2 separate regions of the Dromaius novaehollandiae genome follow, and region 2 is linked to region 1. A link is a contact called in public Hi-C data. All regions are on one chromosome and are shown on one strand. The core of a region is the stretch at or near the end of the contact, and the rest is flanking DNA. Distances in the headings are between cores, read along the strand shown.

Region 1 (6,974 bases), core at 3,883-6,382:
TTCCATTTGTGTGTGTGTGTTTCTTTGGATATTTAAGGACTACCACTTAGATTTTTAAAATGTGTGTTTATATAAAATACATTCTTAAGACATACACTGTGCTGAAAATAAAGTCACTGCTGCATTAAGGTATTGAAGAAAATAAAAGATCCCCTTTTTGGTAAAGCTACAGGCTGGTATCCACATACTGGAGCTGACCAGCAGCTCAAGTGGGCAGGATTTATCATGAGAAACGATGGGAGAGAAATGGTAAAAGAGCCATTCTATAGTGCCTATTGCAAACTCGGGGAGGGAGGGGGGGGTTTAATAGCCCCAGGACTACTCATTACTTCTATGCAGGAACAATGACCAGGGAATACTTTTAGCTAAGGATTAGGCCCATCTTTGCTATTGCTTAGGTCACAGAGCACTGGGCAGTATCCGGGCCTTGGCAGTCCTAACTGTTGATGTTAACAAATGACTGCAGGAGAAAGCAAGCCTGTAACAGAAATCTACAGCAATAACCTGAAAACTTTTGAGGAATTAATTAGTTACACAGTAAAAAATGTTTCTAGGCCCATGAACTTAAAAAAAAAAAAAACAAAAAACTACCAGGGCTTGGTAAAATATAATTAATATACTACCATGCTTTCCTGGCTTTGCCACTTTCTGTGTTTTGCCTTCAGTCTTACATTCCTGCTTTCCATGGCCCATGTGTATTTTTCTTTGCTGCCTAGTTTTACTCAGCAGAGGAGCTGTGGGACACACTGTGCATTTATTGAACATGCACAAGCATGTACATGTTCAGCAGATTAACAACCTACAGAATCCTTTTAAGGATTCCTAGATTTGAATTTCTATCCGTGAGTAGTTGTTCCCAGTAGTATTATTTTGAACTCCTTAATAAAGCCCGGCTCCACAAGGTGGCTCTCTATTCCTTGAAAAATGCCGCTGTTTTTGTCTGTTAAACACTTCTGAGCATCATCTTCGGGGCTCTACAGAGGCGCAGTGCTACAGTGGAGCTCCAGATCCCCTCTAGCAGGCTTTGCAGTTTGCTTACAGTAAAGCCAGAAACTAGACAAAATCTGATACAATTAAAGTATTATAACTTGAAGGAATGCTTCATGTTAGCTGTTTAATAAAATACGAAAAAGGAGAAAATAAGGGCATTATGCATGCCTGGGATGTGAAATGGGACATTCACACACCCACTCCCTGCTCTGTTCATTTCAGCTGCAGCTGCTAAGACCACTTGCTTTTCTAGACATGTCCTACCCCGGCTCTGTATATCTGAAGGACCACATTAGCATAGTCACCAAGCGCTGGCAGGTGCAATTTCTGCTAATATGGACAGAGAGAAAGCAGCCTGCTCCTCATGAAGCACATCCCACTATTGCTTCTGAGAAGGTGGCCAAGGCTCAGAACGAGGTCATCACTTGCCTCACCCCTCCAGCCAGGCCTTCAGCATCCTCAGGCAGATGACTTCATTGCTGACCACAAGCTAGCGTGGTTTCAGGTCATGCAAGGCTACACTTAGAGACTTTTACCTTCTAGAGCAGCTCATCTGAATGTGAGATCCTTCTCTGTAGTCTGTCTCCAAACACAGCTAGTTAGACGATCACAGAACCCCAGCTCCCCGTGGTGTGTCAAGTCACATGTGAAACTGGAGGACTGTGGCACATGCCGTGTTCCTGTGTGAGATGGGCTGGACTGCAGCACACGAGCAAAGCAGAAGCTGATGGTGTGAATCCCATACTCAGTGCATCTGACCAGATAAGTCTGCCCTGCCTCCTGTGTGCAGTACTGCCACCTTCAGCTATCAAAAATCCAGCTTCATGCTGCTCAAATCTTACAAATGGCTTAAGAAAACCTGAGTAATCTTTGGAGAAAATGTTACCTGCTTTCTGTCGCTTGAGCTGGCCGGGGGCATATTTTCAGTTTTTCCACAGCAGGGCTAGAAATGTACTTAAAAAATAAAGTTTGAGAGCTGAAGCTGTAAAATAAACACTAAACATCACAAGGCAATGCTGGGTGTGCCTAAGCTGTAACATTAAATTCAAGCTTCTTGTCGCTTCCTTCAAAGCTCTGTTCAGCTCAGCCCCTCCCTGGTTATCCGCCCCTGCTGGGCTTGCTGCAACCCCTGCTCTCCGCTGCTGTTCCCACCTTCGTCTGCTCTCGTGTTAGCCTCCTGCACAACTGTCTCTCTGTGGCTTTCTCTCCTCTGCACTTCTGCTTGGAACAGCTTTTCCCCTTGACCCTTTCCATATTGCAGTCTCTCCTAAAGATTGCTTAGAGTGACATCATCTGGTTTGGCTAAAAGCACCTATTTCTTGTTTTCCTAATTTTCCTTTGTTTTCTTTAAATACGAGTTGTTCCATGGAGAGACTTCCCTTTTCTGAAGGTACAGAAATCAAACTATAGGTGCTAATAACTATGCACATTTTTCTATAAACTAGCTTCTGGTAGATCTGCCCAGTGTTAAATCTTCACAATCTTTAGAGCAGCTGAGGTTGCTTTTCTGCTCTGACCCCCTTACAGTAGGTGTCTGACAAGGAACAAAGTGTATGTTGGACTCTTGGGAGAATCTCTGTTAAAGAAGTTCACGTCCTGGAACCAACAGTTTCATGCGCTGTATCCGGAGGGACAGGCTAAGGGACATGTCACTCAGTTCAATGTGCAGTTTTTGCTTGTTCACATGTAAAAAATCTGCAGTCAAGAACCAGAAATGTGATACCAGCAAAGGAACCCAGTTCATTACAAATTCAAACCAATGGAAACAACAGGACGTATTATTTATCTAAGCCTTGAATCAATCTGACTACTATGCATAATGATCTTCATTAGAAAAGTTGAGCTGAAGTAGGAAGACAGTCTGTCTCCTAGCTTTGAAATTATCATACCCCTATCTATCAGTATGCTTGGGTAACTTGTAATTAGGGACAAAGGTTACACATAATTTTACATGCTGAAAAACCGGTTTTATACATGTCACTTCAAAAAATATTTAAGAAATAGATACATGACTTGCTACCCCCACTGCGCTTCGAATTTTTGCTCTTAGATTACTAGTCTGCACTAATTACTTGATGGACTTAAGAAATACTTATACAACCTTTGCGGTTATATGGAGCCGCAAATACTAATACATAACTGGTAGTATCCATATCAGTCTTTGTATAACTTTTCTTTATGGATCTCAAATTACCTTCCAAAGTCTAGTGGCTTTTTATATCTCTAGTTCACTTCTGTGGAAAACGTAGCTCAGAAAAGTTAAGTGGATGGTCCAAAACCTGAGAAAGTGCTTGCCCGTTCAAAACTTTACTGGCATGTTACATCAGCCCTTAATTATACTGGTATAGCTCCCCACACAGTTGGTCATACTTTTCTTCTTTTCTGGTTTATCTTCAGTTGCTGTCCCTGAAAATGAAGGCGTCTAGTTTTGACAAACTGGCAAAGTTGTATGATTAAGCTTTCTTTGCAATAGTGTTGATTGGCTGTAATGAGAAAAAAAACAGTCCTAACTCCAAGGTCCTGCCTCATCAAAGCAGTTATTGCCTTGCTTAATTTAAGTAAGTTATTCCGTCTCGATAAATCCGCTGAGTAGGCCCATTGACTATGCGCAGTGCCAAGTGAAACATGAAAACAGCTGTTGGTAGGATCAATACCTTATCTTCCAAACTACAACACAAGTCTTCCTGTTTTATCATAGATATAGTTACTCTGATTTTTTTCAAGATAGTATTTCATCTTAAAAATTCATTAGAAAAAGATCAAACTCCTTCCATCAAATGAAATGGTCCTGCTTTCCCAGAACAGTATTTTCACAAACAAAAAATATGGAAATCAAAATCACAAGTAGGATCTGTTTCATCAAAGTATTAGCTACGTTTCTGTGAGGTTGACAATCACCTTTTTAGCATGTCAGGAATTATATGCATAATTCTCTTTAATGGGTGTTACAAATGTTCATCCTACACTGAAAAAAGATCACAGTTGGTATGAGTAATAACTTTTTTCTTGAACATAAAGAGTTCCCCTCTAGCTCTGTACGTATGCTCCAACATCAATGCAACCACAGCTGTCAAGGGAGCCTCACCTCTCTCTATGTATATTTTAGCTTTAATTTTTTCCCATGCTTTCACTTAGTGGACTTTTTTTTTTTTAAGGGACCTAAACCTGTTCTCCAGTTTTGTGGGCAAATTCCTTGCAATAACAAATCTCAGTATTTAGACATCTTTAAACATTATTATTAGCATACAAGAAATTAGAGACCTACATTAAGATTTGGAGGTTTGGGGTTTTTTTAATTGAAAGTGGACTTGAAATCATAGTTTCCCTCATTCAAGAATCTCCAAGCACTTTACACAGCTAAATGAATTGTCATGGTCTCCTTTTGCAGGAGGAATAATAGTGCCCCTGTCAGCAGCTCAGCACAGCTGCAGCAGTAACAACACACGCGTGTCCGCCCAGTGCGAGTCCAGGGTGCCACAGGAGCTCCGTGGGGAGGGACAAGGCAGTTTGGGGGTGGAGGGGCCTCTGTCCTCTCCAGTCCCCCTCCCCTCAGCAGGGAAGTGCCCCACGTCCCTGCAGTGTCTGAGCGCCCCAGTCCCTTCAGTGTTCAAGTGCCCCATGTTCCCTTGGTGCTTGAGTACGTGTCCCCTCAGGGTCTGGGTGCCCCATGTCCCCTCAGTGCTTGAGGGCCCCATGTCCCCTCAGGGCCTGGGTGCCCCATGTCCCCTCAGTGCTTGAGTACACGTCCCCTCAGGGGCTGAGTGCCTCATGTCCCCTCAGTGTTTGAGGACGCCATGTCCCCTCAGGGTATGGGTGCCTCATGTCCCCTCCTGGAGAAGCGCCCTCGTGGGGAGCTCCTCACGTTCCCTCGGCGTCTGAGTGCCCCACGTCCCTTCAGCAGCAAAGTGCCGCGTGCCCCTTGGTGCTGGAGCGCCCCACGTCTCCCCAGGGGCCTCTCGGCCCCACGCCAGCCCGGCTGGCGGCTCCCGGGCGAGGGGACCTGGGGGAAGAAGGGAGGGAGCCCCCCGGACAAGGCCACCCGGGGCGCAGCGCTGGGCAGGGCCACGGCGCCGGGCACGGTGCGGAGCGGGAGGGGGGCGCATCCGCGGCGCGGCTCCCGAGACACGCGGCCTGGGGCCGCGGCGGGGCCGGAACGCGAGTGCGAGAGCTGCTGTTTCCGGGGGCGGCCCGCGGCGCGGCGCCCGGCGGCGTTGCCATGGTGGAGGCCGCGGGGCGGCGGTGCTGGCATGGAGGAGGCCGCGGTGCGGGGCGGGCGGGCGGCGTCCGGGTGGGGGGCCGGGGCGAGGGGGCGGCTGGTTTCGCTGCGGTGGGGGAGGCTGGCGGAGCGCGGCGGCGGCCCGGCCCGGCCCGGCGCAGGGGAGCAGCGGCGGCGCCGTGGCCGTGCCCTGCCCGCAGCCGCCCGCGGCGGGGCCCGGCCGGGGCCGCCCTCGGCGGCGGCGGTGCCGGCGCCGGAGCCCGCGGCGGCAGCGGCGGCTGCTCTCCCTGCTCTGAATTTCGCCGCCCGACCCCGAAATCAGCTGCCTTCCCCAACCCGCCTGCCTAGGGTGCTTCCAGCAAACGTTTTCCCTGTTGGTTTCCCTCTTTTCTCCTGCCTGCCCGCGGGACACCATAACTTCCCTGAGTAATCTCCCTTTTCCGCGGTATGTCTCTCCACTTACCTGTGCAGGCTTCCTGCCGTGGCACGTATTTCTTCACTGTTCAGAAGGGCATTACTTTCATCTCCCACCGCCTACTTTTCATCTCTTCTTCTAGTTCTGATTTTTATTTTTACGTCATGTGTTCTAGGTGTAGATTATTACTCCCTTGTGCTCACATACACAAAATTTGATGCCTGTCAGCTGAAGAAGTTATTTGTTCTCTTATCTGTAGCTGACAGTGAATGCTATGATTACTCGTTATTTAGTTACAGCTAACATAAAGGGCAGAAATATTCTGTTCTGTAAGTAATCTGAAAAGCTGTGCAGTAGGCCCGTAATAGTGTTATTTGTTCTACTTGAACACATATGAAACTAATCTTTTTTTCTTTTAGGAAGATTATCATGAACGCTGTGTACAGTGTTCAGAAGTAAACTGGGGTCTCACTGATGGAGGCAGATTTTATTGCAGAACTTGCCACAATGTTATAGAGGTAAAAAGCCAAGCTGCTGTCTTTGGGAAGGGCATTTCTCTGGTTGTTTCTTGTTTTTAAGAAAATGTTCGATTTTGCTCCTTGGCATTAGAAGTTGAAGGCAGTATTGCCAATCTCCCATTTTCATGCTTTACTTAATGCTGTTTGAAACTACTATTACTTCAAATCAAAATGTAGAGCGCCAGTTTCAGAAAACTCACAAGTTTTAAAATGCACTAGGTTAAGACAGCATTTTACTGTAGCTAGAGCGCCGGTATGCAGTGTAGGTGCACAAGAAGTGTTGCGTGGGTGTTGCTGCACTTCATGGCAGTGCCCATGTAGACAAACCCTGATGTATGTCACCTGTCTTTCCAGGATGGTAGTTCTCTATTTTTGCTTTTCCTGAATAGAAGGTTCAGAATGTTTTGTGAATTATTCTGGGTTTCGATTTTGAGATTTGATCAAGTTCCTCCATTGTTTTATGATGGAGCAATCTGTGCAAGTTAGACCTGGCCTTTTCCTTACTGACATATGTTACTGTTTTGCAGAGAACTAGAGAAGTTGTAAATACTGATGTTATTTCTAACACAAGAGTCCAGACGATCTCCAGAGGTTTAAGAAAGCAGGAAAAAACTGGTATGTATATCCTTCTCTCCCTGTTTTGCATAAATAAGAATGACTGTAGTGGGTCAGATCAAAAGTTCACATAGTAAATTATGTCTTAGCCAAAAGTAGATAGCTAGGGAAGACTGTAAGAACAGGAACATAGTACACCCCACAAACACTGTCAGCACCTTCAGCAGTCCAACTGCAGTGACTTCCTGAGTGGCAAGTGACCTCTGAGAACTTTGTTTTT
Region 2 (6,914 bases), core at 2,013-4,512, 150 kb before region 1:
AGATTTTGTCCAAAACCTCCTCTTACAAACTACATTTGGTAGAAGGAAAGAGGAAGATGTTAAGAAGTCTAAATAATAAGCCTTGCATATACATTAAGATGCTAGCTCCCAAACTGGAACACCAAACAAAGGAGGTTGAGAGGAGTGATAGAAGCATAAATATTAGCACTATAGCACTAATTATAGTAAAACTCTTGTCACAGGAAAGAAGAATTGGTGCCCTACACAAGTAACATCACATTCAAAAAGCTGAATTTTTTGCATTTTTTACCTGTATCTATAACTGTAGAAGCAGCTTCTTTGAAAGACATGGACTCTTAAAAGTACAGAGGAAAGGAATCAACTCAGCTGATTCAGCAGCTAATAAATTTCCAAATGATTTTGAAGCAAAGATAACTCATTTTGACTTAGAAAACAATTCCAAATAGCAGCATATGATTATTTTCAGCAAGAAAGAAGTACCCCCTTGTACATGAGCCAGAATCAAGAAGCAAATTCAGTTACTTCCAAACAGGCCACCTTTAAATTCAGGTCTCCTAACCCAGTTCAGGATTCTTCTGCCTAAAGAAATGTTTATTTCCTTATAGACTTGCTTCTTCCTCTTCTTGCGTTTGCAATACTAGACACCAAAGGTATTTTAACTGAGGTGTAATAAAGCCACTAAAGATTGTGTGCCACACAATTCTTAGTGCATTACGTATGTCCAGCTTTCTGCAGCCAGAACTCCCTGATCATGTAGAACAGGGCAACACACATTCAGCCCCCACCACAGTGCAGTGTACTTTCACTATCAATAGCACCTGGAATTCTGCAGCTTATAGAGCAAATTCTGTATTCCTGGGCTTCTTTGCCTGCTCAGGTGTGTTATGTCAGTCTTTAAACCTTGGTCTTACATTATTCGATATCTACAGCAACTTCATTGTAAAGATCCACTGAAAAGTCAACTTGAACGTGACAAGGCCAATTTCTATCCTCAGTAAAGATGTTTTACTTTATAAAACTCACACTTCTATATAAAAAGAAAATTCTCAAAATGTCTCTTACAACCCTCTAGAGAATTCTTTTCTTTGCAAGAAAAAGTAAGTGAAAGAAACACACACCCAGTTACTTTAAATGCTTTTAACAATTTATTGGCTCTGATCTGAAGAAAAAAAAAAAAGATCTCATTTTCTTTTCAGATTATCTTATAAATAGATAAGCTTACTAACCACAGTGCAAACTGACATGAGACCAAGTCTCTGTGACTCTGCAATTACATAGAGCAATACTGCATGTGGATCTCAAATACCTCTGTATGTGCTCTGCAGCACAGATGATCTTCCTCCTTACACTAACCCTCACAACAGTTGCAGAAGTTACAACATTGACTTCCCCTACCCCAGCATTATATTACACATGACATTCCTCAGCCAGCTTCCCAGTCCTTCCTCAGTACAGCAGCGTACATGAATACTTTGTTTCTCTCAAACACAAGAAGACAAAAAAAAAAAAAAAAGAAAATTCCCACTCACCAGCACCGTGGTGCAGATGGACCTGAGCTCAGACTCCACCTTCTCCCGATAGTCCTTGATAAGCTGCATCTTCTTGTCACTGGTGTCTGTCTTCTGCTCAATGCTAGAGATGACCCTCCAGGCAGAGCGCCGCCCCCCCACTACGTTCTTGTAGGCCACTGAGAGCAGATTGCGCTCCTCGTTGGACAGCTCAGCACCTTGCTCGGTTACTGCCTTCATGCAGGTGGCCATATCATCATAGCGCTCAGCTTGCTCAGCCAGCTTGGCTTTCTGGATCAACTCGGTCTTATCCATGGTGGCTGGCAGAGGGGCGAGAGCGGTATAGTAGCAAGAGCAGGAGAAGCCGGGGATGTCACACTCTCAAGAAGAGAACGCCCTCAAAACCTGCCAGAAAAAAGACAGTAAACATGATTCTGGGTTCAAGTGATACAGAATGTGATCTTATGCTGCGCCTCACAACTAAGACTGTAGCAAGTCTTGTATCCTCTTCCCCATCTCCAGGAGCATCTCCTGGATTGAAGGACTGGCAGCATCCTGCTCTTCCATGTAGAGCTAGTGGGAGAGGCACTAGTCTCAAGGGCCCACCCCCAGGGAAATTACAACCTAGAAACTGAACTGGGGAAGGCACACTCAGCTCTACCCAGAGGACAGCAGCCTAAAGAACAAGAACTGGAAATAGCTATCTTCTCACAGCTGGCTTTTTGTCCTCACCCTGCTTTCCTTCTTTGCCCCAAGCAAACATATTAACATGCTGCTTAACGAGGGCCTTGAGAAAGATACCTAGCCACCCGAAGTCCATCCTCAGCACACCATTCACCCTGCAGGTGAGTGCTGAAGAAGGATGGGGTACGCCAAAGCCATCACAAGAGGCTGGGACCAGCGAAAAATAAATAAATAAATGAATAAACGCGATAAGCTTGCCAATGGGAACGCAAGGAAGGGTTCAAAAATAAACCGGCGAAAAGCGAGGGGAGCCCGGGACACGCGCGGGGCGGGAAGCTTGGCGAGGAGGCCCGTGTCTCCCGGGCGCCGCTCGCGGAGACCCGCGGGGCGGGGGAGGCCGAGGGACCTGGGCGAGGCCCGGGCGGGGCGGGGCGGCCGGGCTGGGGCCCCGCGCCGCGCCGGCCCCGGGCAGCTTCGCCTCCTGGCGGCGGGGCGCAGCGCCACAGGGACCCGGCCTCCCCGCCTCCGCGGCGCCCCAGCCCCAGGACGGCGGCCCCCAGCGCCGCGGGGGGCGCGGCGGCGGCGGCTCCGCATTCCCGGGCGGGCGGGGAACACTATGGCACGGCAGTGGGTGGGGTCTCGGCCTGGGCGGGGGCCCGGCGGCTCCACACCGCGGCCGGCCGCGTCCCCAGGGACAGCGGGGGGGCGAGGGGGCGGCGGAGTGAGCGGCGAGGGCGCCGGAGGCCGTCCCCGCGGCGGCAGGGCGGAAAGAGGAAGCCGGCGGCCCCGCCGGGTGCGAAATGGCGGCGCTGGCTGGCTGCACCTCCCGCTCCCCGGGGCCGCCGAGGACTCGCACGCCTCGCTCACAAAATGGAGGACGCGGCGGCGCGGAGCCCGCTCCCGCTGCCAGGCGCGCGGCGCCCCGCTCACCTGAGTCCGCGCGCTAGGCCGGGCCGGCTGGCGCCACCGGATCGGCTGCCTCGCTCGGGGCTGTGGCGGAGAGAAAGAGCCGCTCCCGTCCCAGGCAAGAGCCAGCGCTAAAGGGCGTTGGCACAGGCAAGCCTACCCGCTGCTCAACCCGCGCCCACGCGGCCAATCAGAGCCTGTCCTCCGCGCCCGGCCCCGCCCCTTCGCGCCGCGGCAGCCAATCTGAGCGCAGCGCGCCGCCGCGGGGGCGAGCGCAGGCAGGGCACAAGCTCGGTTGGCCCGTGGGCTGCGGCTGGGGCCACGGGGTTTCCTCCAATTAGATCCAGGGTGAGATGACGTCACTGTCGCCATGGTGATGCTGCTACAACCCCTTCCACCCCCCCCGCGCTGGCACGTTCCCCCTCCCCCCGCACCCCCCCTTCCCCGGCAGTCCGGGCTCTGTCGCGGCACGAGACAGTGCGGGGGCGCGGCCGGGGCGGCTCGTGCGGCGGGGGGGGCGGCCCTGGTGGCGCGAGGGGCCGCGGCGCGCGCCCGCGGGGGGAGGGGAGCGGAGGAAGCGGCCGGGCGCTGCCGGGCGGGAGGCGCCGGCCGGGGCGGGGTCGCGCTGGCGGCGGGGCGGGGGCTCCGCGAGGGGGCCGCCAGGCGGGGGCCGCCCCCCCCCCCGCGCCCCCTCCGCCTCCCGAGAAGGCCGCGGCCGCTCTTCCGCCTGCAGCCCGAGGCGCCCCACCCGGCTCCCCTCCGCTCGCCTCGGCCCCCGGCACCCGCCGGGCGGGAGCCGCCCAGGGCCCCGCGGCCCCCCGGCCGTGGCCGGGCTGGGAAGCGGCGCCGCTGGGGGGCGGGGGGGTGAGAGGGCGCGTGAGGGCCGTGTGGGCGAGGTGCCAGGGCGCACTGGGGGGCGGAGGCGTGGGTGCGGCACCGGTGCTGGGAGATGCAGCAAATGGGGGCTTTGGGGCGACTTTTTGGTGGTCGCCAGCGCCAGCAGCGGTTGGCTCAGGCTGCTGAGGCTCCATTTGGCGGCGTCGGTGGAGCAGTGTTAGAAGCGTGCGCTTGCACGACGGGATGCTCCCCTTTCCCCAGGGTGAGCGGGCCATGGTGGCTGGCTTTCTCCCTGGTCTCGGACACGTAGGCCTGCGTCTCGCTCTCACGGTAGAGGCAGGAGGATAATGGTCTGGTGAGAGTGAGGTAGCTCTGACGAAGGGAGTTATGATGCCCTTTCGGAACAACTGGTTTGGGATGAGGTGTGTCGTCCTTAGGCCAGGGAGAAGAAAGAATCGATAAGGTCTGTCATGCATTCCTCCCTGTTTCTTAACCTAATGATAAGTCTGGAGGAGTTTCTTTTTGTCAGGAGTAGTTGCTCTGGTGCTGGAGACTCATATCCTGACATGCAGTATTCTCAATGACAGATTTTTCAAAAGCCATTTCTAAGTCACTATGAAACTATTGTGACTGTGCTTTGCCCTTAAGGTCTGGGTGAGAGGAAGGTTGAGTTTTAAAGATGTGATATTGCTGTGATCATGAGGCCCAGGGCAGGGGAAGGCAAGTGTTTGGCTTAAGCAACGATCAGTATATTTGCCTTTTTTCCTTCGTTCCATCTGGAGTTAATTCTCAGGAGGTCAGAGGTACAATGGACAGAGATTAGAATTTTAGGTTTGTGCTTTTACCTAGTGGATAATAAAATGCTGTCCATCCATGAATTAATAAATGTGAGGCAACTATTGTTGCATGTGTTTTCAAAATGCTAATTGGATGGTGGTCTTCATGCTTTAGCACGATTTTTTCTAGACTTCCACTGCCTGAGTCTGGAAGGAAGTGGTAAAGAGATAGTGGGTTCGTGTTATTTGCCACAACATTCAGCATACAAAATCCAGGTGTGGATCAGATACTGCCTGTCAGGCCTTAGGCTAGTTTGGGTTCACAAATGTCTGTGCAGTACAAAGTCTCTCTGTTGAAATGATGAAATTTCTCACCTTTGATTTCAGCGTTGCCAAATATAGTAATGTTCAGCAACTTCAGCGTCCAGATGGGATGATGAATTCTCTGAATCAACCTCAGGATATTGTCTCAGCTCATAAAGTTCTTGATCTTTGTTTGGACTAGAACTGAGATTATATATGTGGAAATTAGGTCTATGCTGTGAAGAATCCATTATTTGTCCTTGTCATGTAAGTTCGGGCATTTATTCCATTATAGCAAAGGACCTATTGATAATACCCTGTTCAAAGTTAATGAAATTCTGTCATAAAGCCTTATGGAAATATATAACTTATCTCAGAAATTACTGTCCTGGCAACTTGCTACAGTTTTATGTTGCCTTTTTGTTCTTCGTTGTCAATAGGATATTCCCTCATTTTCACCTAAGTGCCTCATGATCACCTCCGTTTACATATGAAGTGAAAGTGGTAAGAAAGAACAACTAAATCAAAATTGACCAATTGCACCACAGAAGCTTTCTGGGTTAATGTTGTGTCTCCATCAGAGATAAAAGAAACTATTCCACCTCTAAAGCATGGATAAATGGATTTTATTGGAGCAAATCTGACCTAATCAAAAGCAAAGAGGACCTAATCAAGACTACTTCCTTCACTGTTTCTCCTCAAAAATTAGGACGATATTAGAATTACAGTCTGCCATACAATTTAGTTTGCACATCTCTCCCACCCATTGTAGGCTTGCATTAAGACATGCAGGACCATCATGAAAAAAAATGGGAAGTGCTGGGCATAGCAAGTCATAGGCACAGAGGACTTGATAACAGCTGTGCGATGAGTCTGGACTTAGCTGCAGGTATCCTGTAGAGTCTACTATACGTGTGCAGGTCGGCTGCATGGCCTGTGTGTCTGGCTTCAGACCTATTATGTGTTGTGGCTGCTGTCTAGGTCTCTTCAAATTGGGGTCATGTAGATTTATGTGCCTTAAGACTGCATCATGATATGGTCTTTAATGACAATGCTAGTTTCCCTAGAGGAACCCTGTCTCACGGTGGGGATAATGTTCTTTGGAGAGCTTTTCTGAGAGGAGGCTAGAATAATTTCTTACCTTTAGTTTAGCAATGTAAAGGCTAAGAGGAGGTCTGATGTCTCAAAAGGAGTAAACAACAAGATTGGACAATTGTGATTTAAATTGAAGACAAATATGTATAAACTGTCTGTTAATGAATTTAGGCCAAGAATTAGAAGATCCTGGCTTCTCAGAGCAATGGGGTTGTGGAACAGCTTTCTCTTATTGAGAGCAAGAAGCCCACCTACTCTGAAGGTGGACAGCTTATGAGAAGGATTGTGTGGTGTAGTTGCCTGAGATAACAGTAGACTAAAGTCCAGAAGCTTTCCAATTCTGTGTTTCTATTAAATATTTCTTTTAATGCTTACTTTGTGTATATTTTAATGTACAGTTTACTGCACAGCATTATATTTCATTGAATCTAAAATTATTAATTTCCTTTAAGGCTTTTCAGGAGTGCTGTTGCTCTACTAAACATGAATGACTTTGTAACACGGTTATGAAATGGATGGTGTTATCATATCTTACATCCAGGAAATTAAAAATATCAGCACTTCTAGATACATATATGAAGAAACTGAAGACCTTCATTTCCAGAGTAGAAAACATTTTATACTATTTGACGTATACTGAAAGTCCACCTCCTACTGACTTCAGGTGTACCTGCAGGTTCAGCATCTCTGCAACTCATGCCACAGATTACTTAAATGAGGTAGGGGAGACAATGGGAAATGTGTAATGCAAATTCCTTAGAATTACATGCGAACTTTAGGACAGAGTTGGAATCCAGTTTTCTAGAGCTTCAGTCATCTGTCG

The links. A called contact is a pair of places that touch in the nucleus more often than the background predicts.
Region 2: a Hi-C map of brain shows a contact between it and region 1, with 2.3 times the contacts expected there. The contact joins the promoter of YWHAQ here to the promoter of TAF1B in region 1. A contact is called at or near these places in 2 of 4 Hi-C or Micro-C datasets (brain and liver).

The regions. Positions count from the first base shown.
Region 1 is chr3:17,335,350-17,342,323 of bDroNov1.hap1, reverse strand. It overlaps TAF1B (TATA-box binding protein associated factor, RNA polymerase I subunit B), which reads left to right and starts at 5,132. Exons shown (of 15, transcript XM_064508471.1): 1 at 5,132-5,252; 2 at 6,041-6,139; 3 at 6,667-6,754. The coding sequence starts at 5,238.
Region 2 is chr3:17,479,963-17,486,876 of bDroNov1.hap1, reverse strand. YWHAQ (tyrosine 3-monooxygenase/tryptophan 5-monooxygenase activation protein theta) reads right to left here and starts at 3,262. Exons shown (of 6, transcript XM_064508472.1): 1 at 3,105-3,262; 2 at 1,512-1,895. The coding sequence starts at 1,805. It overlaps LOC112981526 (a long non-coding RNA gene), which reads left to right and starts at 3,637. Exons shown (of 3, transcript XR_010388192.1): 1 at 3,637-3,944; 2 at 5,081-6,810.